5 separate regions of the Mus musculus genome follow, and regions 1, 3, 4 and 5 are each linked to region 2. A link is a contact called in public Hi-C, HiChIP or PLAC-seq and promoter capture Hi-C data. All regions are on one chromosome and are shown on one strand. The core of a region is the stretch at or near the end of the contact, and the rest is flanking DNA. Distances in the headings are between cores, read along the strand shown. Region 1 overlaps Zmynd8 (zinc finger, MYND-type containing 8). Region 2 overlaps Ncoa3 (nuclear receptor coactivator 3). Region 3 overlaps Zmynd8 (zinc finger, MYND-type containing 8). Region 4 overlaps Zmynd8 (zinc finger, MYND-type containing 8). Region 5 has its middle 28 kb from the start of 1810021M19Rik.

Region 1 (4,455 bases), core at 1,288-3,787, 210 kb before region 2:
CACCAGATTAGCACAGGAGAGTCTTAACCCATTAAGATGGCGAACACCTCAAATGCTCTTCGAGGAGCCGGCTAAGGCACAGCCAGCCGCCAGCTCCTCCTGCTCTAAAAACAGAAAGCAAATTCTTACTTGCCTCTCCCCAGAGCACCCAGTTCAAACCACTAATTACAGCCCAGGCTCCAGACACAGCCCTTCACTGGGCGCTGCCCATCTAGCCAGGTCCACCAGGGCCTTCATACCAAGCATTTCCTACAGATGGGAGACAGGGAGCCTAGCTTGGACAAGTGTCTGCCTGCGTGCTGAAGCAATGCACCATGGGAGAGAGCCCGAGGGAGCACATTCCTTTAACTGAAGGAATGCTGACATTCGGGATGAATTCTACCAGGACAGGGTGGGGAGAGGGCTTGCCTAGCCTACAGGAAGCCTGGGATCCATCCCCAACAACACACTACCAGGTGTCTAGGTGTACGCCTGGAATTTCTGCACTCAGGATGTGGGCAAAGAAGATCAGGAGTCCAACATAAAACAAGTTGAGACCAGTTGAAGCTACATGAGCCCCTCCCCCCACAGACGGGGGAGTGGTGGTGGGAAAATTAAACTGTGCTGCACCCCGCCAAAGCCAGTATTACCTCAAGAACTCACCTATTCTCCTGACAGGGGGAACCACTGGAATTTCTGTAAGAAACTCAATCTCTCTAATATTGAGATTTTTCATTTCTTTTTTGCTTTGATTCATCAGCCAAGCACGTGACAGAGTGAGCATGCTAATTCAGATGCCGATTATCACAAAAAAAAAATCTATTTTCTGTGCGGCACATGAGTTTAACCCCTACTGCATTCCTACATCTTCTCAAGATGCGGGGGTGGGGCCATACTCCCAAGGAACCTTTGCTTCATTTAATCCCGAGGGAATTTGCATGGTAAGTGGTGTCTCTGACTACCTGGTGTTCACAGGCAGACGGGGCGCCAAGCAAAGGGAGCTACTGGAGCGACTCCATAACTCCACTCAGCCTGTGCAGGAAGGAAAGGGGAGGCTGGGGAGGCTGGGAGGGAGGGTTTGAGTCTGTCAAAACATCATCCCCTCTGTCACTTCCCAGTTTAGATACACAGGAAGGCGGATGAGGAGGGGAGGTACTCCATCTTATGCTAGGAGCTTCGTTTAGTGGCAAACTGGGAAACGACCTCAGGGTCCTGAAAGCATTACTTTTAAAAGCGGTTTGCACAGAGGTGTTCATTTACTCCAGGAAGACAGAAGGGATAAATAAGTCTACATCAAACAGCAGGCCACAGAGCCACGGAACTCCTTCTGAAGCCAGATCCAACCAAGAGAACCAGGGAGGCGAGGTTCTTTCCCAACACGCCTGAAGCTAACCCTCCAAAACACCTGGACGAAGCCCCCCCTCACCAAGCTTGGCAGACAACCAGAAAACATTTTGCAATAACAAGGTCACAGGCTGCTAAGACAATATATAAAAACAATAGCCGTAGTCACTAGTGATAAAAGGTAGAGTTCGGGCTGGTGAGATGGCTCAGTGGTTAAGAGCGCTGACTGCTCTTCCAAAGGTCCTGAGTTCAAATCCCAGCGACCACATGGTGGCTCACCACCACCCGTAATGAAACCTGATGCTCTCTTCTGGAGTGGCTGAAGACAGCTACAGCGTACTTACATATAATAAATAAATAAATAAAGGTAGAGTTCGCTTTTAAGAACAACACAGTACCCCTCCGCCACCTTCACTCTGTGATGGCATTCTCCAAAGTTCCACGCACAGCCTGTTTTAAGCTCCCACCTGTCATGTTGTCCAAAGAAACGGGCGTCAACCTGCCCGTCTTTGTCCCTCAGAGCTTTCGCTGGCCAGAATGGAAATCCTTTCAGTTTTGCCCAGACCAAAGGGTGCGGATTGCTCTAGAAGAACAACAAAAGGCAGGGTTGGCGTTATATTTGGCAGCAAGACACACATTCAAGTCTGAAAGGTAACCTGAACGCAGGGAGGCAGGGAGGGCACAGCCCTGTGCTGATTAATTAGGCTTCCGTCAACCTGGCACAAGCAGAGTCATCTGGGAAGAGGGAACCTCAAGTAAGAAACAGCCTCCGTCGGACAGGCCTGTAGACAGAGCTGGAGGGCGTTTCCTTGATTGACATCTGTTGTGGGCGGGTCCAAGCCGCTGCTGGGCAGGTGGTCCTGGGTGTATTTACAAAGCAAGCTATGCAGGCCCTGAGAAGCAAGGCGGAGTGAGCCGATCTCCTCCAGGTCCTGTCTTAAGTTCCCTGGATAAAGGACTATATAAGCTAGAAGATGAAATTTACCCATGCCTCCCCAAGCTGCTGCAGGCCTGGGTGTTTATCACAGTAATTAGAAAGCAAAATAGGACATGAGCCAGGCAAGCAAGGGGACCCCCGGCAGGCGTGTAGCCTGAACAGCGCCTGCGCGAAGCTGAAAGCTAAAAGAGTGAATAAGGCTTGGGTCCTGGCTGACCCAAAAAGTCCACCTCCTTAGGCACCGCAGAAACAGTCACCACCTACTCTGTGCTAAGTTTGTACAAAATGTGGAGTTACACAAAAGTAAGAAGCTGCAGGAGCCATACTGTGTGCTGGGGCTCCCCCAAGCTTTAGCTCCACTGGTGTTTATCTCCAGAGGCAAGGAGAGGCCTGAGCCATCCTTTACTTAGCCGGTCTTGCCTGTTCGAACCCTCCACGCCACCGCTCTCTCCACCTCACCATGCCCAACTCTGGAGACCAGTGGTTCTCAACCTGTGGGTCTCGGCTCCCCTAAGGTCAATGGAAAATATAATTTTACTCTATGATCCATAACGGCAGCAAAATTACAGTTAGGAGATAGCAGCAAAACGTTTTTACGGCTAAAGGAACTGTACCAAAGGCTCACAGCATTGGGAAGGCTGGAAACCATTGCTTAAAACGTACTGGATTTGGTCAACGCCCAACACTGTCGAAGAAGAGTTTACCACATAGCTTTGCACTTCCATAAACCAACGATCTCTCTGGAGAGACAGACAGTCCCCCAGGGATGTGTATCTAGGGTCTTAAAACAGGAACTAACCAGACTTTATTTCAAATGACACAGCAAGCTGCAGCTGCGGTTCTGACACATCCTATGGTCTGCACCCCAATTGTCACAGTCCCCCTCGACAGTCAACCCAGTTACCAGGACACTTAATTCTGGAACAAAACGGTTCCGCCCAAGAGGCCGCCAAAGCCTGCTCAGTTCCCCTCCGCCCTGACTTTTTCAGAACAACTTCCATTAGAGCTTCCCAGTCTCGTCTCGTAAGTCCCCGGAGAGGGTCATCTCGGTGTAGCCACCAAAGGCACCAGAGTTTCCAAAAGTGAAACCAAAGAACGGGATCCAACTTACACAGGGCTCACAGAACCAGTTGTCTCGTTTTTGGCAAGCTGCAAGATAACATTCTGGACAGACTTCGATTTCATTCATCTGTAAAGAGAAAGATACATTAGAGTGTGGGGTCCCCGGGGCCTCCCATCTGGAAGCCCTACTAAGAGTGTGGGGCTCCCGGGGGTCCCCCATCTGGAAGCCCTACTAAATCCCCGACCCCTTTCCGTGCTTGGACTTTCATTTCAAGATCAGATTTTCTTCTTTTAGTTCTTCTTCTGTTTTTTTGGTTTTTGGTTTTTCAAGACAGGGTTTCTCTGTATAGCTCTGGCTGTCCTAGAACTCACTTTGTAGACCAGGCTGGCCTCGAACTCAGAAATCCACCTGCCTCTGCCTCCCGAGTGCTGGGATTAAAGGCGTGCACCACCACGCCCGGCTAGTTCTTCTTTTGTATTACAGGGCAGGCAGAGAGCGGCAGAATCTTGCCAGGTAGCTCAGGCTGGCCTCAAAGTGACCAAGAGAGTCTCCTGCCTCCGCCTCCCAAGTGCTGAGACCATAGGTTCACAACAGTACACACTCAGTTTGCTGACTGACTAATAACAACCAGGACATCAGCCACACCATGGCTGTCCTGCCCACCTTTAAGATGATATTCAAACAGGTGGACAGCACAGCTTAGAACCCACCAATGGTCTCACCTAAAGTCAAAGTTTACCCCGGACAAGCCCAGAGGCTTCAGAAAACAAGCCGCACATGACTCTGGGCCTGCACCACTTCATAGGTGGTCCAGGATGATGCACCACACACACAGAATCCACACAGCAGCTAACTCCACAGACTGAGCCCTACTGAGATATCCTGTGGTATCTACGGTCACGACACCTTAACACAACCAAGCCTACGTCTTCCACGCCTGAGTGTCTATTTACTTCTCACAGTGGGACAAGGTCAGACCACGATCATCTCATTTTAACTGCAGAAAGGGATGAAGCCCTAAAAATTCAAATATCCTACTGAGGGTCCCCTGTGGCAGAGAGAGGTAGGGCAGGGAATTGAACCCGGGCAGTGGATCTCTAAAGCCTGTGTCTCCTCAACATACTTAGCAGCT
Region 2 (4,239 bases), core at 1,125-3,624:
TAGGCTGGCTGGCTGGTGAGCCCCGGGTGTCTTCTTCCCCAGCCTGCCCAGTACTCCCAAATTCGTGTATCACCCCCCTCCCCCCAACACAGGGGGCGGGGGTTTATAAGTGTACATGACTGCCCCTGGCTTTTATGTAGATTGAAGTATTGAGTTCAGGCAAGCATTTTACTGGCTGAGCCGCCTGCTTCGCACCGAAGCACCTTTAAAAAAAGATTTATTAATTTTTGCTTTATGGTTGTTCTGCCTACACATTATGTTTGTGGATCATGTGCATGCCTGGTGCTTGTGGAGGTCAGAAGAGGGTGTCAGAGGCTCTGGAATTGGAATTGTGAGCTGCCCTGTGCGTTTTGGAAATTGAACCCAGGTTTCCAGCCCCTAAAATACTTTTTTTTTTGTTTTGTCTTTCCTCCCCCACCCCAGACAAGGTTTTTCTGTGTAGCTCTTGCAGTCCTGGAACTTTCTCTTATAGAACAGGCTGACCTTAAACTCAAGAGATTTGCCTGCCTCTGCCTTCCAAGTGCTGGGATTGAAGGTACACACCACCATTCCTGGTTTGAAATACTATTTTAGTTTTTGAGTCCTCAGAAATTCTTTAAGACTTATTTTATGTATATGAATGTTCTATATACATGTATGCCAAAAGAGGATGTCAGATCCCAGTATAGGTTGTGAGGCACTATGTGGTTGTTGGGAATTGAGCTCAGGATACCTAGAAGAGCAGACGTTAAGTACTCTTAACTGATGAGCCATCTCTCCAGCCTCAAAATACTATTTTTAATTGAATCAGTGACTGACAATCTATGGGTTTCAAGTTTGTATATTTGGCAGACAATGTTTTGAAAGTGATAAGGTAAACTCGCTCTTTGGAGGTGAAGTCTGATGGCCAATGATAACATTTGAACATGATATTGGTGAATTTGATTCATTACTAAATGTCTTCTCTGATGAATGATTGGTGCTGTGAATGAATGTAGATTTAAAAAGATATAATGAACCAGGCTGTGGGGGCAGGCAGATTTCTGTGAGTTCAAGGCCACCCTAGTCTACAGTCTACAGAGGGAATTCTAGGACAGCCAGGGCTACACAGAGAAACCCTGTCTTGGGGGAAAAAACAAACAAACAAAAAGACTTCTAATGAAATGTTATCTATTTGAAAGTAAACACATCTAATTGGAAAGGCCAGCTTTATCCAGTGCTGGCCCTCACTGACAGTTTATATGTGCACATGTTTTTGTAGTACAGTGAAGTCAGGCCGTGCTCTTCAGTGGTGCAGCCTGGACAGTCCTTGATAGGATTGAGGTCTGATTGTCACTTGCAGGAAACCAGAGGTACTTTGAAAAATGTGCCTCTTTGAGACAAAGATTAATTAGAGAAGACACAAACAGTCATGTGGAAGACAGGGTGGTATCAGGCCTGGCAGAGCATGGTTCAGGCAGTGTCATGGGGAGTGGTGGGTAGGAGGAGGCATAATGCCTGTGGAGGTAACCCCTACCTGCCCAGACCCTTACCTCATGCCCCTAACCAGCAGATGTTACAGCACTTTATGTGGTTCCTGATTAAGCTGTGAAGCTTTGTGAGCTGGGTGGAGGGAGTTTGACTTAGGGAATGAGTCATGAATCGTTTGCTCTGGTGATGGCTTGGTTGGTTATGGAATATGTCATAGCCTCTTCCATCCGGATCTAGTAATGATTCTAGGCAAGCTATTTAGCCACTTCCCTATCTGTAGAACAGAACTAATCACATGTGTGTGGTGGGGGTCACCATGTGTAACCACCCAGTGTATGTTAGTTCAGTGCCATTCTGCTCTGTCTCATCCACTCCCTCTGTTACTAACTAAGTTAGGAAAAGGGGAAGGCTTAACCAGTCTCTGCTGCCTTATCCTTGGATGGCCTACCTCCTCTCATTTTGGTACAATAAGGTTTTTCTTAGACCTTAAAATAACTTGCTCAAACAGAACACCAGCATTGATATTTTTTGTTTAATCTTTTTTTAAACGTTTGTGTGCCTGTGCATGCACACAGGTCTCAGTCTACAAACATTGTACAGAAAACATGGTTCTTTCCTTCTAGCTTGTGGGCCCCAGGATGGATCTCTGGTTGCCAGGAAAGAGGCAAGAGAGTGCCTCTGCCCTCTGAGGCCTCTCACTAATTCTTCTTTTTGGCCATGTGTCCTTGTGCTTCGGGCTAGTTAGCAAGCATGTTCTCCTGTCAGAACCCTGAGATAACAAAAAGGAAGCTGGTTAACGGTAAGCCGTAACCAGCATTTTAATGTTTTTAGAGGGAGCCACTGCCAGTCTTTGTGTATTCAGTTACATTGAGTTGGCACCACTCCACTGATGTTCATTTCCTGCTGTATGCTGTATTGCACAGCAAAGTCAGACCTGTTGTGGAGTACAGATCAAACCATGAACTGCTCTTCACTGACGGTTCTCCACGTGGACTTGCAGTCCATGTAGCACAAGGGCAAGAAGATAATGTTAGACTTCTGGAATAAGTTAAGTAAAGATAGGTATGTAAGCGCTCAATGTTGCTCAGTTAAAAAAATAATCTCTGAACTGATTGACAACACAGCTAGAACCACACTTGTCTGTTTAACACTTTGTCTGTCTACATGATGCTGTAGTCTGACACTGTAGAGGGTTCAAAAGGTGTGTGTGACCACAGATAGGACGGCAAATACTTGTTGCTCAGTATGAAGCAGAGGCAGGAGGATTGGTGCTCAGGGCCAACCACAACTATGGGTTCCAGGCCAGTCTGGGCAATGAGGCCCTGTCTCAAAACAAACATGACCTACATATTTTAAGTTTGATCATGTGGGGTTTTTTACATTTTATTTTTATTTTTAAACTGGCCTTTGTGGTGGAATTGTGCCACCTAGTGGCACAACTGCAGGCTGGCTGGCTGCAATACTGATGCAACATTGGATTCTTTAGACCAGTGATTGTCATGTTCGCGCACGAGTTAACCACTTAGTTAGTAAATGAGGCTGAATAGAGCCCTGACATTATAAGCTCAAAAAGAAATAACTTGTATTTATCGTCTTAGTGTGCGAAACTTAACCAAGATACATTATTTTTCCAGCCGTCAGTATGTAAATAATGGCTGCTGTGTGACTTAATGGCAACCTGTCGTATAGTGTGTATCTGGCTTTGCACCTATGCTTTAAGAAGAACGTAGGGTAGTTCTACAGTCATGTTAATATAGTCTAGGCTAACTTGGACTTAACAATGGAAGAGAAACGATCCAGTGGACAGAAGTGCTACCTAGGAAAAGAGCCTGGGGACAGGAGGATGAGTTCTGTTCCCAACATGCCCACATGGTAGATCATGACTGCCTCTTAACTCTAGCTCCAGGGGATTGACAGCGACTTTTTGTGGCTTGTGGGGACACTGCATACACATGCTAGCTATATATATATACACACACACACACACATACATATGTATATATACATGTAGGCAAACACTCACTCATATACAGAAAGTCAAAACCAATCTTCTAGCCTAGTCTGGGCTCATTACTTGAAGTGTTCTTACCAAATCACTGGGTTAGCTTTTATTACCTTGGTATAAATAAAATTCAGAATTGTTTCAAGATTGAAGTGCTATAGTCTTTTATTAAACATAATTTATTTGTGAAATATAAGTTGACACTGGGCCCAGATTGGCCTGGAACTTGCTTTGTAGACCAGGCTTAACCAGAATCCTTAATGTTCCTGACTCAGCCTTCTGAGTGCTGGGGTTAGAGGCTGGCACCACCATGCCCAGCATAATTACAACGCATCTGAGCTCTGAGCTTGTGCAGACACACTCATTCATACAGAAATACCCCAGGACCACAGGATACAGCTGTTCCACCATGTGACACCTTCGTAGAAAATGCCTGTTTTTGTGCTTTAATCTTGTCACCTCTTCTTCCGCAGTTGCTGATCTGTGATCAGGATGAGTGGACTAGGCGAAAGCTCTTTGGATCCGCTGGCCGCTGAGTCTCGGAAACGCAAACTGCCCTGTGATGCCCCAGGACAGGGGTAGGTGATCATCTCCATTTCCAGATGTTTCTCAAGGCCAGGGACTAATCAAAGGTGACACTGAACAAGGAATTTCTTCAGTGTATACTTTGTGCCACCACTTTGATGGTTCTTGTTGGCTAAGTTTAGTTTATTTCACACAAAACTAATGCATAATATGGGGCGGATTCTGCTTTAAGTTTTCTTGAGAGGTGTAAGTTGTGGCTTTTC
Region 3 (4,379 bases), core at 117-2,616, 190 kb before region 2:
CTGTGAGGCCTCTGCCCATAAAAGCAGCAACCTCGCTTCAATCAACGCTTGCTCCCTAGAGCTCACTCAGGCACTTGATAAAAGCTCAGAATAGATGAAGGAACCGTCACCAAAAACGAGGCCCAAACTCACAGTCACACAGAGAACAGACATCCTCCCCAGTCCATCTACGGGTCCCTAGTCAGCTCACATCCGAAGACTACCTAGCCTGCATCAGAGAGTGTAAAGCTAGAATATTCTTTAGGGGGGGGGAAATCCTTTTCCATATTTCTGACAGCAGCATCGGCTGCCAGGTAGGTGGGTCTGTGTGCGGAGAGAAGAAACAGTGGCCCATGACCAAAGCTGGACTCAGATGGTTTCTTTCCCCATTGACCTTCATTTTACAGATGAGAAAATGGTCTCAGCCACACAATTCCCACCCCCTCAGGCAGCTGTCTTAGCCCAGAGGAGAAGAAAACCCTGAGACCACCAAAAACTAACCCAAAGACTATCCCACCACCACCCCCGGTATCTGGCATATAGCTCTGTCCTCTGTCCTCAAAATAGATCTAAAACCCCACTGAACACGTTTGCACAGGCCCCTTCTGAACTGCCCTTTATGTAAATGGCAGCGAGTGCCAGGCAGCCTCCTACAGCAAAGCCAAGAACCCAAGCTGCATCACTGCCGCCTGGCCCCCATCCCACCACCGGTACAGAGGCCGCTCACAGCGGCTCCTTTACCTGTTCCTTATTGCTACTGTTGAGTAAGCCGGGTTTCTTTTTCTTTTTAATGGGGCTCGTGGATGAGTCTTGGGGCGAATGGCCATTGGAGGAATGTGGAGGGCTGGGGAACCTCCGTTTCGGGGCCGTTTTCTCTGTAGAGACAGGATCTGAAAGAGACACAGAGGACCATGTTTGAAATGCTCTCAAGGAGGCCTGGGTCATTTGGTGAGGGTGTGCAGGTGACACAGTCACTGTGGCTCTGTTCCCAAACCCTGAGTGACAGGTCTGTACTTTCTCTTCCTAGAATCTACCTGTCTCTTCCTTCGGGACACTGAGTCTTTCTTCTTATCTAGGTGCCAAGGACACAACAAGAGAACCCTCAAACCACCTAGATTTTTGCCTTCCCTTTTAAAACAAACAAAAATAAAAACAACCCAAGGCCCACAGGCCCCGACTGACTTGGCACATCTGTGGGGCAATCACCTATCTTTACATGGGAAGCTGTCACCAACTTTTTAAAACAAAACAGCCCTTTCCACGACCTTGGCGACAAGGCCATGACCACGATTTGAATGTGAGAAACACACACACACACAGAGGCTCATATACTTCAACTTGCAGCCACCAGCTGGTGACGCTGTCGTGGGAGCTGTGGTATTGAGGAGAAGGAGCCTCTCTGGAGGAAACGGGTCACTAGGGGTGGACTGTGACATTTTTGAGCCAGGCCCAAGCCATGCTTCCTGTTCTGTTTCTACCTCCTGTGCAAGAGCTGTGGTCATGAGGAGCCCGACTGCCCACTCCCGCTGCCACGGATAGCACCGCCGACCACCACCTCCTAAGATGGCAGCCTGCATCCCCTCAAGATGAAAGCCAAAATAAACCTTACCTTCCTTAGGTTCTTGTCATGGATTTGGTCACAGCAACAAAAAAAAATAACACATCAAGTTACTAGAAGTGGTCACACAAGCAGGGGTGTTGCTCTGACACCCAAGAAACACATCTCCACACCCTGCCCAACAGCAAAATCAAGACACCCCCGAGACACTTCAAGGAGGCAGTGCGCCCCATTCAGTTGGCTAAGAGTAGGGCAAGCCCCTCCCCCAGGAAAGTTCTCATGCCACACCCACTCCCTGTCTGAGACCCTTGTCTAAAGGCATCAAACAAAGAACTCGCACTGACTCTCTCCTTAAAAAGCCCCACCCACCCCGGTCAATTTGCCCTTGGTTTTATACTCTTGCCACTCCACTACCAATCCACCTGTTCACCTGTAAGACCCACAATTCGTTCATGCCCGATGGTGGGCTCATTAACTTAGGGACAAAGGTATGCCCTGGTGCACCTCACACCCTGAGAAACTGAAGTGAGAGAAGCAGAAAAGGATACCAGGAGCCTAGAGGGTATCAGCAGGTGCTCTCTGCTTCAACTTGACACTTTACCACCATGACTAGACACAAACTTCAGTGACCACAAACAGGAGTGGCTTAATGCGTGGCAGCCATACAACAAAACATTCTCTGGCCACTAAGAACGCTAAGTGCAAACTGCAGAGATGGCTCAGCGGTTGAGAGCCCTGGCTGCTCTTCCAGGGGACCTGGGTTCAATTCACAGCAATCACATGGTGGCTCACAACCATCTGTAACACCAGTTCCAGGGCACCCAATGCCACCTTCCAGCCTCTGCACGCACATGGTGCACCTACACACACACAGGCAAAACCCTTGTACACATTTTAAAAATCAAGAAGAAGGCTGAACATAGCCAGGAGACAGAGACAGAGACAGAGAAACCTCCATGACTTTGCGAACAGCTTGGTTGACAGAGTGAATTCCGGGCCGGTGAAACCCTGTCTCAAGATGAAGAACGTAGTGGTTAGTTCAAGGATAGATCCGTTATGTGCTTCTGTGCAAGCGAAAGGACCCGAGCCCAGACATCGTGTAAAGTTAGCCATGGTTGCCTGAATCTGTAATCCCTGCACTCCTTTAGCGAGATGTGAGGTGGACAAGAGACTCTCCGGAAGCTTATGGGCCAGGTAGACTGCTGTATGCATGGCAAACAAGGGGGAGATAACTGACATCCAGGCGCTCTCTCTCTCTCTCTCTCTCTCTCTCTCTCTCTCTCTCTCTCTCTCACACACACACACACACACACACACACACACACACACACATACACATACACACACACAAACACACAAATCATGGGTAAGAAAGACATCTGTATTCACGGGCACTTGTAACCCCAGCACTTCGGAGGCTGAGGCAGATGGATTGCTGTGAGTTCCAGGTCAGGCTAGTTAACAGAGTGCCACACACTCTCCACCCCTCCCGCACTGAAAGAGTGATGAGGTAATACAGAGGGTGCCATTTGGTGGCAGAGCACTTGCCCAGCAGGCACAAGGCTCCCGGTCCCATCCCCCAGCACCAAGAGGGACAGTATCTCTCCAGGGACTCCTGTATGGCAATCTCCAGCCTGGGTCCAGTTACAAAACAACACGTCTAGCGCCTCCAGGAGGCGACACGCCCCATCCCCAAAAGGATGCGATCCTGCATATAAACACCTGGAATACTCCAGGGGGGACCCCAAAGTCCAGCCAGGTTCCTGGGGGAGCAGGTGGGCGTCTCAGGAGGCGGGCCTGCAGAAGGGATTATATATCAGCATATACCCTGGTGTACTACAGACAGTGTGACTTTATCAAAGTAAGGGAAATGAAAGGGATTTAGAAGGCTCAATTGCGCATGAAAGGCAGCAGGTGCAGGCAAAAGGCAATAACGAGTAAAGGAGGGCGGGGCCCCTGAGTGATGTCACAGGCAGATAAAGTGGGGGCTGGGCTGCTGTGGGCCGCAAGGCCTCTGGAAGGAGCTGGGGGTTTGTTCTCCGTGCAGCTAATACAACCCATCAACTCTGCCCATGTCAGAGCCTAAGTACTTACTGCAGGTGACCTGGCAGGGTGGTGGTGGCACACGCCTTTAATCCCAGCACTTGGGAGGCAGAGACAGGCGGATTTCTGAGTTCAAGGCCAGCCTGGTCTACAAAGTGAGTTCCAGGACAGCCAGGGCTATACAGAGAAACCCTGTCTCGAAAAAAACCAAAACAAACAAACAAACTGCAGGTGGCCTGGGGTTCACATGAGCACGTCTCAAAAGAAACAATACTCTGGCCAGTCCAAACCAGGAACTGACCAGGCAAATATTTGCTGTACTTACAAACTCCAGGCTAGTGGTTAGGTTTAGAGAAGATTCCCCCATGGGAGACAAGGGTCTGTTTCTAGGTTGTCTCAAGATTTCTTAGCTGGCTTTGGAAGTACTTCGGTTCTCAAACTCAATTCCATTATGTAAGACCCCTAAGGACGGTGACACGAAGGACCAGCCCATCAGGAAGGGGATGGGGCACTGTGGACCAGAGCGGTACAGCCTCAGAGCCAAGCCTAGACCTTGACAGTCTGAATCTTTCCTCTGTGAGTTCCAGACTACCTTGGTCTACATAGCACAAAGCATCAGGGGGCTACATAGAACTTGTCTCAGATCACCTCAACTCTATCTGCCGCTACGAGCACAAGGACTGCCCCCAGAGCTTATGGAAGTCTAACTGCTGTATCCAAGCTAAACACCGGTAGCATCTTAGGAGCTGCGGCTGGAATTATCGTTTTCAGAATACTAAAGGGCAGGTCAGCCCTACTG
Region 4 (4,340 bases), core at 554-3,053, 250 kb before region 2:
AGCACCTAGTACTGGACCCCAGAGAAGGCTCAACATAGAAGTTCTATTCATCACTAAAGGCTTTGAGGGTCTTCATCAATCAAATATGCCCTGAGGACCTCGGAGACCTGAGCGGATCACCCTGTGTCCCCGTGAAGGGTGCACTCATTAAACATGACACACGTGGGTGACCAATACAAGGAGGCACCTGTGTAACACCTCGCCTAGCCACACCTCCACCCAAATCCATCCAAGGTACGCCAAAAAATCCCAAACCTTTGACTTCCCCCAACATGACCAAGTGAAATACAAAACCCCATGTGGCCACCAGGGGGCGACATACCAGAGCTTTGATTGGAGCCTAAGAGCATAGAGGAGGGCGTCTCTCTGGAGCCGGAAAGATCCAGGGTCTAGAAATATAAACAAAAAGATGAAACCATAGAACCCCAGGGAATCACAGGATGGCTCACCACTCCTCCCACCCTTAGAGGTCTCTACCTGGTGATCAGACCAGAGCCAGGGCAGGTGGACGGCCACACACTGTATACCAGATCCGAAAGGCCAGAACAAAGCATTGGAATGGTCCCCCACTCATCCCTGTCGCCTTGGCTTCCCCTACATCCACTACATCCCCAGACCTACCCAGTACCCTGCTTTGCAAAGAAGGTATATACTGCTCAAAAATCTCTTTTTACTTCATGTTAAGTCTCTTCCGAGGCAATAGTATTTTACCGACCATCTAATGATTTGGGCTCTTGAGATACACAGCTACAAGTGCAGGCAAAGAGCAGTAACCATGACCCTTAAAATGGCCCAGGCATTCAACTGTTATCACATACCCCACAGGAAGCAAGCAGCTGCTCGAGCCCTATGGTCCATCGAAACAGCACTGGCCACACGTGGCCACTTCAATCCCAAGTTACTTTAAAATAAGCAGGTCCTTGGTCACATCAGCCACACTTCTAGTCAGTGACGTGTGGCTGGTGGCTTCCAGGGCCCCAGAAGAGACATTGTTTTACCTCCGCAGGGGGGCGCCCTTCTGAACTTTGAGGAACCCCACAGAACAACTGAAGGTCCCACATACACACCAGCCCGGCTCTCCGTGTTCTCGCATGGGGGGCACACTGGCCATAAAGAACCATTCCCCACCCAGATAAACCGGAACAGTGAAGGGCATCCAGTGGTGGCAGATACAGGAAAGGGTCCTTGGTACAAGGCGACTGTCAGCTTGGGGATTCTCACCGAGTTACTACTGTCCTTGCTCTTCTCCGCTGGCGCCTCTTTCTCTTTGGGGGCGCTGGCCGGTTCTGAAGGTGCTGACTGTGTGTTGGAGGAGTTGCCCTGCGATGACTTATTTCCTGTTTCTGTGCTTGCCTCGGCATCTGCTTCCTGCTGAGGGGCAGTCGCTGGGGACCAAAGAGAACGAGAAAGTCATGAGATGCTTCAAGCCGTGTGTGAACATCCAGGAGCCCAGCTTTCAAATGGCTACCCCTCGAGGCCCCCACAGCTCAGTCCCAATTCAACCTCGCCAGGCTCCATCTCTCCCAAACCCACTTAGAGATCTCGCATGGGCCTTCGACTCTGAAACCCAGAGCTCCAAACTTTATTTGCAAATAGACCTTTTCATACTTAGCAATTCAATTTTTACATCATTTTGCTGAGAACATGTTCTCCAATCAAAGGAAACTTGTGGGGAGCCAGGATGTGACCACCGTTCAAGGAAGCCTGCAACCTCCTCCACTAGGCCTAGATCCACCTCAGCCCAGCTGAGGCAGAGTGAGAGACTAGCATCCTTTGAGAGGGGCACAGAGCTTCTGGGTGAAGAAGAGTTAGAGACAGAGACGTCACCATACCACAAAGAAAGTCCAGCTTGTAATGTCAGAGACTAACCACAGCAGGTGTTTCCTGCTAGCATCTAAAAGGAGACAACCCCTGGATGTTCCTTGCTGTCTGGGGTTATCTGGGTGGGGAGTGGTTCCTTATGGTCTTGATAACCAACCAGTTAGTCTCCGGCAAACACACACCACCTGGGTGGTGTGGGGAATGTCTTTATGGTCAGTGTGCCCCACATTCGAGAATGTGGAGAGCCCGGGTGGTGTGTGTTTGCCGGAGACTAACTGGTTGGTTATCAAGACTGACTGGACAATCGTTGTTTGGTGATGTTCATTTGGGAGAGGCCTCCGTGTAGGTACTTCTGCAATATGGTTAGTCTCTGACATTACACATTCTCGAATGTGGGGCACACTGACCATAAAGAACCACTCCCCACCCAGATAACCCCAGACAGCAAGGAACATCCAGGGGTGGTCTCTTCCTTAACCTAAGGACTGGGATAGCATCCTGTTTGAGGCAGTGGACCATTATCATCTCAAAGAGGTTCTAGGGGCTGAGAGATGGCTCAGAGGTTAAGAGCGCTACACTGGCTGCTCTTTCAGAGGTCCTGAGTTCAATTCCCAGCTCACAACCATCTGTAATGAGATCTGGTGGCCTCTTCTGGCCTCCATGCAGACAAAACAGTGTAGACATGAGAGAGAGAGAGAGAGAGAGAGAGAGAGAGAGAGAGAGAGAGAGAGAGAGAGAGAGAGAGAGAGAGAACACGAACCACAGAACCACTCTCAGCACTAGATCAACCACTCAAAAGCTCCACTAATCTGGCTGCTGAAGGCTGTAGACACTGCCAGGTTTTGAGATTTAACTTCACATCTGCGTCTCTTGTATATCAGAGCAACAGTTGTTTATGAACAGAAGTGGCAAGAGCCTGGGCAAGTGTTTTTTAGCACCCTGGCTGGGAAGCCCCACCACGCAGCCCCTGAGGTGTGCGACCAGACATTACCCGACTGGGTACAGGACTTCATGTGCTCGGGCCAGTGGGCCTGCTGACAGGGGTAGTCACAGTAGCTGGTGTTCCAGCAGCAGTAGAAAATGGCCTCCTTCTTGCAGTTGGCACACCACTGCTTCTTCTTGGTCTCGTCCACCGCCTGCTGCTTCTCCAGCTCCAGTTGCTTTTTCACCTCGGCAATGAGCCGATCCCGCTCCTGTTCCAGGCTCTGCCGCATCTCGGCCATGGTCAACTCTGGTGGAGAAGGAGGACACTAGCTGCATCACAGACCCAGCACAGGACGCCGGGCATCAGACCCCTAGCTTCACACAGACCCAACCTAAGTCTTGACTTGGAAATGGCTCCCCTAGCTCGGTGGCCCTGGGACAGTAAGTAACCCAGCTGGGACATTCATCACTCGAGTCCCATAGCCAGCTGTGGTGTCAGTGACATGTCTAGCATATAGGTGACAGGAGACCCCAGTGACGTCATCCTGAGTAATCCCAAGTTGTAGGAATCCCACAAACCCTCCAAACGATTCCAACCAATACTCAGTCACTTTTGACTTTTTTTTCTGTCAAATACATACACAGCACCTACCGGGTGCGAACTTGGTCCTAAGCACTTTGTACCGACCATAAGCCCTGTTGTACTCTCAAGGGTAAGAGCTACCATCCTGTTTCACAGATGAGGGAACTGAAGCACACAGATACTAAAGGCACTCAGACAATTTTCTCAGAATCCTGTCTGGAGGGATAGGATAGGGGGTTTTCGGAGGAGAAACCAGGAAAGGGGATAACATTTGAAATGTAAATAAAGAAAAATATCTAATGAAAAATATATTAGAAAGAAAGAAAGAAAGAAAGAAAGAAAGAAAGAAAGAAAGAGGAAGGAAAGGAAAGGAAAGGAAAGGAAAGGAAAGGAAAGGAAAGGAAAGGAAAGGAAAGGAAAGGAAAGGAAAGGAAAGGAAAGGAAAGGAAAGGGCAAAAAGCTGGGGGGAAAAAATCCTGTCTTTTTTTTTTTTTTTTTTTTTTTGGTTTTTTCGAGACAGGGTTTCCCTGTGTAGCCCTGACTGTCCTGGAACTCACTTTGTAGACCAGGCTGGCCATGAACTCAGAAATCTGCCTGCCTCTGCCTCCTGAGTACTGGGATTAAAGGCGTGTGCCACCACTGCCCGGCAAGAATCCTGTCTTGAGACACTGAATGAAACATGAGGGGATGCTGTGGCCGGTTGTTATGGTAACGAGGGAACAATCAAACCACTGATTCCTAAAAAAATTCCAGGCAGTTTACACATTTACAAGTGAGCCTTACATTGAAACTAAATGTTTCCTGCAATCCTCACAAGCTCTTCTTGAATTAAAAAGACCAGCAAAAAGTCGGGCAGTGGTGGTGCAGAAACCTGTCTCAGAAAAAAAAAAAAAAAAGGCCAGCAAAGGGCTACAATGTGGCTCAGCAGGTAAAGGGACTTGTGGCCAAGCCTTAGATCCTGAGTTCAATCCCCAGGTCCCCCGTAAAGGTGGCAAGTGAGAACACAGTTATC
Region 5 (4,521 bases), core at 1,839-4,338, 130 kb before region 2:
CCTGCTCTCTCTTCAGTAGCCTCTCTTTCCTCTCTTCTCATCAGAGTTGGGCAGATCCTATCCTACCACCTTGTCTGGCTCTCAATAAGATATCACTTTCAAACACGGGTGCTTCCTTCTACAAACTAACGCTACCTTCATTGTTTGGGGTTAAAGGCACGTGCTAAGGACTGAGCCACACCACAAGTAAGTAGAAACAGGTATTTTCAGTAAGTAACACAATCCTGAGGTTCACAGTATGATCAGATATCCTGCAACAGACCTGCCTCAAAGTCAGACGCCGAGGAGAGGACAGAACCCACCAGCTCTTCTGTACTTCTCCCAATGTCCTTCAAGTCATGAGGCTCAGTATTGGATTGGAGAGTTGGCTCAGCATTGCCAGACATGGTAGCCCATGCCTTTAATCCCAGCACTCAGGAGGTAAAGGCAGACAGGCAGGTGGATCTCTAAGCTACACAGAGAAACCCTGTCTTGGGGGGAGGGGGGGAGCACTGTTCTTGCAGAGGACCTGGGTTCAGATCCCAGCACCTACCTGAGCACCTGAGGCTCACAGCCATCCATAACTCATGTTTCAGGGTATACTACACCCTCTGCTGACCTCCACAAGTACTAGGAAATCATGTGATGCCCTGACATACATGCAGACAAAACACACCCAAAGAGAAAGAAAGAGAGAGAGAGAGAAAGAGAGAGAGAGAGAAAACGAATGAACGAACGAGCCGGGCAGTAGTGGTGCACGCCTTTAATCCCAGCACTTGGGAGGCAGAGGCAGGCGGATTTCTGAGTTCGAGGCCAGCCTGGTCTATAGAGTGAGTTCCAGGACAGCCAGGGCTATATAGAGAAACCCTGTCTCGAAAAACCAAAGAAAGAAAGAAAGAAAGAAAGAAAGAAAGAAAGAAAGAAAGAAAGAAAGAAAGAAAGAAAGGAAAGAAAGAAAGAAAGGAAAGGAAGAAAGGAAAGGAAGAAAGGAAAGGAAGAAAGGAAAGGAAGAAAGGAAAGGAAAGAAAGGAAAGAAAGGAAAGAAAGGAAAGAAAGGAAAGAAAGGAAAGAAAGGAAAGAAAGGAAAGAAAGGAAAGAAAGGAAAGGAAGAAAGGAAAGGAAGAAAGGAAAGGAAGAAAGGAAAGGAAGAAAGGAAAGGAAGAAAGGAAAGGAAGAAAGGAAAGAAAGAAAGAAAGAAAGAGAAAAAGAAAGAGAAAAAGAAAAAGGAAAAGAAAAAGAAAAAGAGAGAAAGGAAGAAAGAAACGAAATGAAATGGCTCTTTAAGCTCACTTGCCTCATTGTGGGGAGTCACTTTTAGGGGCCCCTGCAGTGGAACCGCTGCACCCCACTCTAGGCAGATTCACACTCCTGTCTGAGTCAAGTAAAAGGCTTGTTGCACCTTCCTGAGAAAAAGGGTGCCCCAGCCTTTCCCTCAGGTTTCTCAGTCAAAAGAAGGGCAGTCTTGAAACATGAGATGCAGAAGGCTAAGAGAGGAGTGGGGCCAGGTCAGAGGTCGGTCCAGCTGACATAACACAGGTTCTAGACCAGCCTGGGCTACATAGCAAAACCCTGCCCCACCAAAACAAAACAAAACAAACAAGCAAACAAAAACAAACAAACGAAAAGGTACGAAGAGATGGAGTGGTCAGTATGAGGCTTGCTGTGCAAGCATGAGGCTCCGCATTGGGAGTCTTAGGTTCCGTGAGAGACTCTTAAAACACAAGAGGTCAGGCCAGGGCAATGGCTTAGTGGGTGAGGCTGGGCAAGGCTGATGATCTGAGGTCAGAATCGCAGTTAAATGCAGTAGTACATGTGTCTGTAATCTCAGTGTCTCTACAGAGGTTGCCCTGCAAACTTGCCCACTGGCTGTGACTGTGTCTTAGCTGACCTTGCTCCCAGTGGCTGGTAAGAACTGGCTCTGAGGGCCGTCCTGTGACCTCCACGTGCACACCCGTAGCATGCGCATGTCCCCATCCCTGTACATAAACACACTAAACAAATAAAAGGGGGATGTGAGCAATTCAGGAAGACGCTGGATGCTGACCTCTGACCTCCACGTGTGTGTGCACACACATCAAGTATATACACACATAAAACAAAGGACACTAAGACCAAGGCAGGACTGGTGGCCCAGGCCTGTAAACTCATCTACTGTGAGAAGAAAGCCCAAACATCTGGGCTGCATGGTCATTGGGTGAAGTCATTTGCCTCCACATCTGACGACCTGAATGCTATACCGGAGACCTACATGGTGGAAAGAGAGGAGAGCCAACTCCAGCAAATTGTCCTCTGACACTAGCTATGGGACACGACACATGTACACACACAAACACTAGATAGATAGATAGATAGATAGATAGATAGATAGATAGATAGATAGATAGATAGATAGATAGATAGATAGATAAATGTAAAAAATAAAAAAGCCAAGTGTGGTAGCGTATATCTTTAACCCCAGCACCCAGGAGGCAGAGAGAGGCAGATAGAACTCTGTGAGTTCAAGGCCAATCTGTTCTATATAGTAAGTATTCTATATAGAACTTACCAGGTCAGCCAGGACTATGTAGAGAGGCCCTGTCTCAAAAAAAAGAGTGGGTGGGTGGGGAGTGGGGGGCTGGGGTGGGGCTGGGCTGGATTCGGCTGTAGAACACTTGCCTAGCACGGGCTAAGTCTTGGCTTTGATGCATGGTGTGTCTGGATGCCTAGGGTATAGTTGAAAGTTTCTTTCCAGCAAGCTCTGCTGGGACTTAGCTGAGTGCCACTGCTCCAAGTTAATTACTGTAGCAATCAAAAGCCCCTGATATGATCAGCCCTTGCTTCCTGCAAGTTTCTGCTTGATTACATACTCAACAACAATCCAGTGATCCAATGGAGTTGTTACTTATATCACTTACTACTAATAATGGATAACACAGGTTCCGAGGGCTGAGTGAATCATATAGGCAAAGTAGCCAGAATTTAGGTTTCATCGTTGATCTTCTATAAGTAAAAGGGAGCCTGTGCAATGTATTTCCTTCTGGGCCCCAAATGTTGAAAGTATCCAGCCAGGATCAACCAACTCGCCTCAGACCAGAAAGCAGGGACTACGGACCCATGGCACCCCCTGGTGGCCGATCAGCGTTCTGCTCCTGACAGGTCTGGCTGGGTCTTGCCTGAGTCATGCCCATTCTTGTGTCTCATTGAGAACATGGAAAATATTATTCAGCCCATTCCATCCTCGGACAGAACGCAGGGTGTTGAAAGGAGGCGGGAACCACAGAGCTGTGGAATGCAGAGGAAGGGTGTGGACAGGCCTTGGGGACTTCAGGGTCGAGGACGAGAAAGGCTAGGCTGACCGGGCTCTCACTTTCGACCTTCCTTAGGAGTTTGCTGGGGAAGTCTGGCCCAAAGCTCTCCAGGTGTTCTGACAGGTTTAGAAGTCTCCTAAACGCTGTTGCTGCTTTGAAAGCTGGGCCTTCTTAACCAGTTCATTGTGCAAATGTTCTTTGTGAGCCTAAGGTATGCTGGGTGCTAGACCCGCTCCTGGGTACATAGAAATAAACAAAACAGACTCCCCACTTTGGACCCCCTGGCTTCCTGCCTCTCACATTATCCCTTATGAACATACTCCTGCCGTGATGCCATTTGCCACCAGGCTCCAGAAATGGAACCGATGTCCATCCGCCTGATCTTGGATTTTTGGCTCGGAAGATGGTGAGATAAAAACTTTCCCTACACATTTAAAAGGAGAAGAAAACCTGGGCCAGGCTGTGGTGGTGCATGCATGCCTTTAATCCCAGCACTTGGGAGGCAGGTGGATCTCTATGAGTTCAAGGTCAGCCTGGTCTACAGAGTAAGTTCCAGAACAGCCAGGGCTACATAAGGAACCCCTGTCTCAAACAAAACAAAACAAAACAAAAACAAAAACAAAAAACCAAAAACACAAGGAGAAGAAAATTCACCAGTCACGCTACTTAACACCTGTGATCCCAACACTCAGGAGACTAAGACAGAAGGACTTCAGAGTCTAAGGCTAGCCTGGGCTACATAGCAAGTCCCTGTCTAAAAAGACCAGTAAGAGAGAAGTGGGGGGAGCCGGGTGTGGTGATGCACGTTTTTAATCCCAGCACTCGGGAGGCAGAGGCAGGAAGATTTCTGAGTTCGAGACCAGCCTGGTCTACAGAGTGAGTTCCAGGACAGCCAGGGCTACACAGAGAAACCCTGTTTTGAAAAACCAAAACAGAGAGAGAGAGAGAGAGAGAGAGAGAAGTGGGGGAGAGGAGGAAAGCAAATCTTTTGGGGCTGGAGGTCCATGTCTCTCCTGTGGGAAGACTCTGAGTAGGCTCTTTTTAAAAAAATTATTATTTATAATGTATGTGAATGTTTTGCCTATGTGTGTGCTTACCATGTACTACATATGTGCCTGGTGCCCAAGGAAGTGAGAAAGGGGCTCTGAATCTCATAGCAGGAGAATTATGGATAGCCGTGAGCCACCATTTGCCTGCTGGGAATTGAACCCTACCTATGCAAGAACAAGAACGTTTAACTGCTGAGCCAGTTCTT

Evidence for each region. Hi-C and Micro-C count contacts between places; a contact is called where the count stands out from the background. HiChIP or PLAC-seq counts read pairs in DNA pulled down with a chosen protein or histone mark. Capture Hi-C pulls out chosen DNA fragments and counts their contacts.
Region 1: a contact with region 2 is called in a promoter capture Hi-C map of adipose tissue. The contact joins two enhancer-like sites. A contact is called at or near these places in 3 of 15 datasets of contacts at CTCF or cohesin (the NIH/3T3 cell line, large pre-B cells and pro-B cells), 112 of 484 Hi-C or Micro-C datasets (the 63-12 cell line, the AML12 cell line, B cells and 64 more), 23 of 115 datasets of contacts at active chromatin or transcription factors (DN3 thymocytes, the HPC-7 cell line, SST interneurons and 19 more) and 4 of 9 other capture datasets (adipose tissue, embryonic stem cells, liver and 1 more).
Region 3: an H3K27ac HiChIP or PLAC-seq map of heart atrium shows a contact between it and region 2, with 2.8 times the contacts expected there. The contact joins two enhancer-like sites. A contact is called at or near these places in 1 of 15 datasets of contacts at CTCF or cohesin (pro-B cells), 9 of 484 Hi-C or Micro-C datasets (B cells, CD4 T cells, LSK cells and 5 more), 17 of 115 datasets of contacts at active chromatin or transcription factors (DN3 thymocytes, the HPC-7 cell line, the SCID.adh cell line and 12 more) and 4 of 9 other capture datasets (adipose tissue, embryonic stem cells, liver and 1 more).
Region 4: a contact with region 2 is called in a Hi-C map of regulatory T cells, with 2.5 times the contacts expected there. The contact joins two enhancer-like sites. A contact is called at or near these places in 1 of 39 promoter capture datasets (hippocampal neurons), 5 of 15 datasets of contacts at CTCF or cohesin (CD8 T cells, the G1E-ER4 cell line, the NIH/3T3 cell line and 2 more), 57 of 484 Hi-C or Micro-C datasets (B cells, the BV-2 cell line, the C2C12 cell line and 35 more), 17 of 115 datasets of contacts at active chromatin or transcription factors (the HPC-7 cell line, T-cell acute lymphoblastic leukemia, Th17 cells and 13 more) and 3 of 9 other capture datasets (adipose tissue, embryonic stem cells and liver).
Region 5: a Hi-C map of bone marrow-derived macrophages shows a contact between it and region 2, with 83 read pairs. The contact joins two enhancer-like sites. A contact is called at or near these places in 18 of 39 promoter capture datasets (the 3T3-L1 cell line, 3T3-L1-derived adipocytes, the C10 cell line and 11 more), 10 of 15 datasets of contacts at CTCF or cohesin (CD8 T cells, the G1E-ER4 cell line, the NIH/3T3 cell line and 5 more), 265 of 484 Hi-C or Micro-C datasets (the 3T3-L1 cell line, 3T3-L1-derived adipocytes, the 63-12 cell line and 134 more), 51 of 115 datasets of contacts at active chromatin or transcription factors (the 230-238 cell line, CD8 T cells, DN3 thymocytes and 38 more) and 5 of 9 other capture datasets (adipose tissue, bone marrow-derived macrophages, embryonic stem cells and 2 more).

What each region holds. Positions count from the first base shown.
Region 1 is chr2:165,831,519-165,835,973 of GRCm38.p6, forward strand. Zmynd8 (zinc finger, MYND-type containing 8) reads right to left here. Exons shown (of 23, transcript NM_001363020.1): 9 at 3,372-3,449; 10 at 1,791-1,906. Among named protein-coding and RNA genes, the nearest start is that of Gm11465, 48 kb to the right of the region's middle. Within about 2 kb of position 2,538, at least 31 of the 459 cell types and tissues checked have an H3K27ac peak or open chromatin away from gene starts, as enhancers often do. A contact at or near this core is called in the 63-12 cell line, adipose tissue, muscle stem cells and 2 more, where this site is marked.
Region 2 is chr2:166,043,532-166,047,770 of GRCm38.p6, forward strand. Ncoa3 (nuclear receptor coactivator 3) reads left to right here. Exons shown (of 23, transcript NM_008679.3): 3 at 3,925-4,029. The coding sequence starts at 3,944. Among named protein-coding and RNA genes, the nearest start is that of Ncoa3, 53 kb to the left of the region's middle. Within about 2 kb of position 2,375, at least 140 of the 459 cell types and tissues checked have an H3K27ac peak or open chromatin away from gene starts, as enhancers often do. A contact at or near this core is called in the 63-12 cell line, B cells, the BV-2 cell line and 30 more, where this site is marked.
Region 3 is chr2:165,851,280-165,855,658 of GRCm38.p6, forward strand. Zmynd8 (zinc finger, MYND-type containing 8) reads right to left here. Exons shown (of 23, transcript NM_001363020.1): 3 at 721-869. Among named protein-coding and RNA genes, the nearest start is that of Gm11465, 28 kb to the right of the region's middle. Within about 2 kb of position 1,367, at least 84 of the 459 cell types and tissues checked have an H3K27ac peak or open chromatin away from gene starts, as enhancers often do. A contact at or near this core is called in the HPC-7 cell line, LSK cells, the SCID.adh cell line and 3 more, where this site is marked.
Region 4 is chr2:165,791,583-165,795,922 of GRCm38.p6, forward strand. It overlaps Zmynd8 (zinc finger, MYND-type containing 8), which reads right to left. Exons shown (of 23, transcript NM_001363020.1): 19 at 2,813-3,052; 20 at 1,222-1,385; 21 at 323-389. Among named protein-coding and RNA genes, the nearest start is that of Gm29993, 62 kb to the left of the region's middle. Within about 2 kb of position 1,804, at least 95 of the 459 cell types and tissues checked have an H3K27ac peak or open chromatin away from gene starts, as enhancers often do. A contact at or near this core is called in B cells, CD8 T cells, the G1E-ER4 cell line and 10 more, where this site is marked.
Region 5 is chr2:165,911,328-165,915,848 of GRCm38.p6, forward strand. No RefSeq gene overlaps it. Among named protein-coding and RNA genes, the nearest start is that of 1810021M19Rik, 28 kb to the left of the region's middle. Within about 2 kb of position 3,089, at least 122 of the 459 cell types and tissues checked have an H3K27ac peak or open chromatin away from gene starts, as enhancers often do. A contact at or near this core is called in the 63-12 cell line, the BV-2 cell line, the Ba/F3 cell line and 20 more, where this site is marked.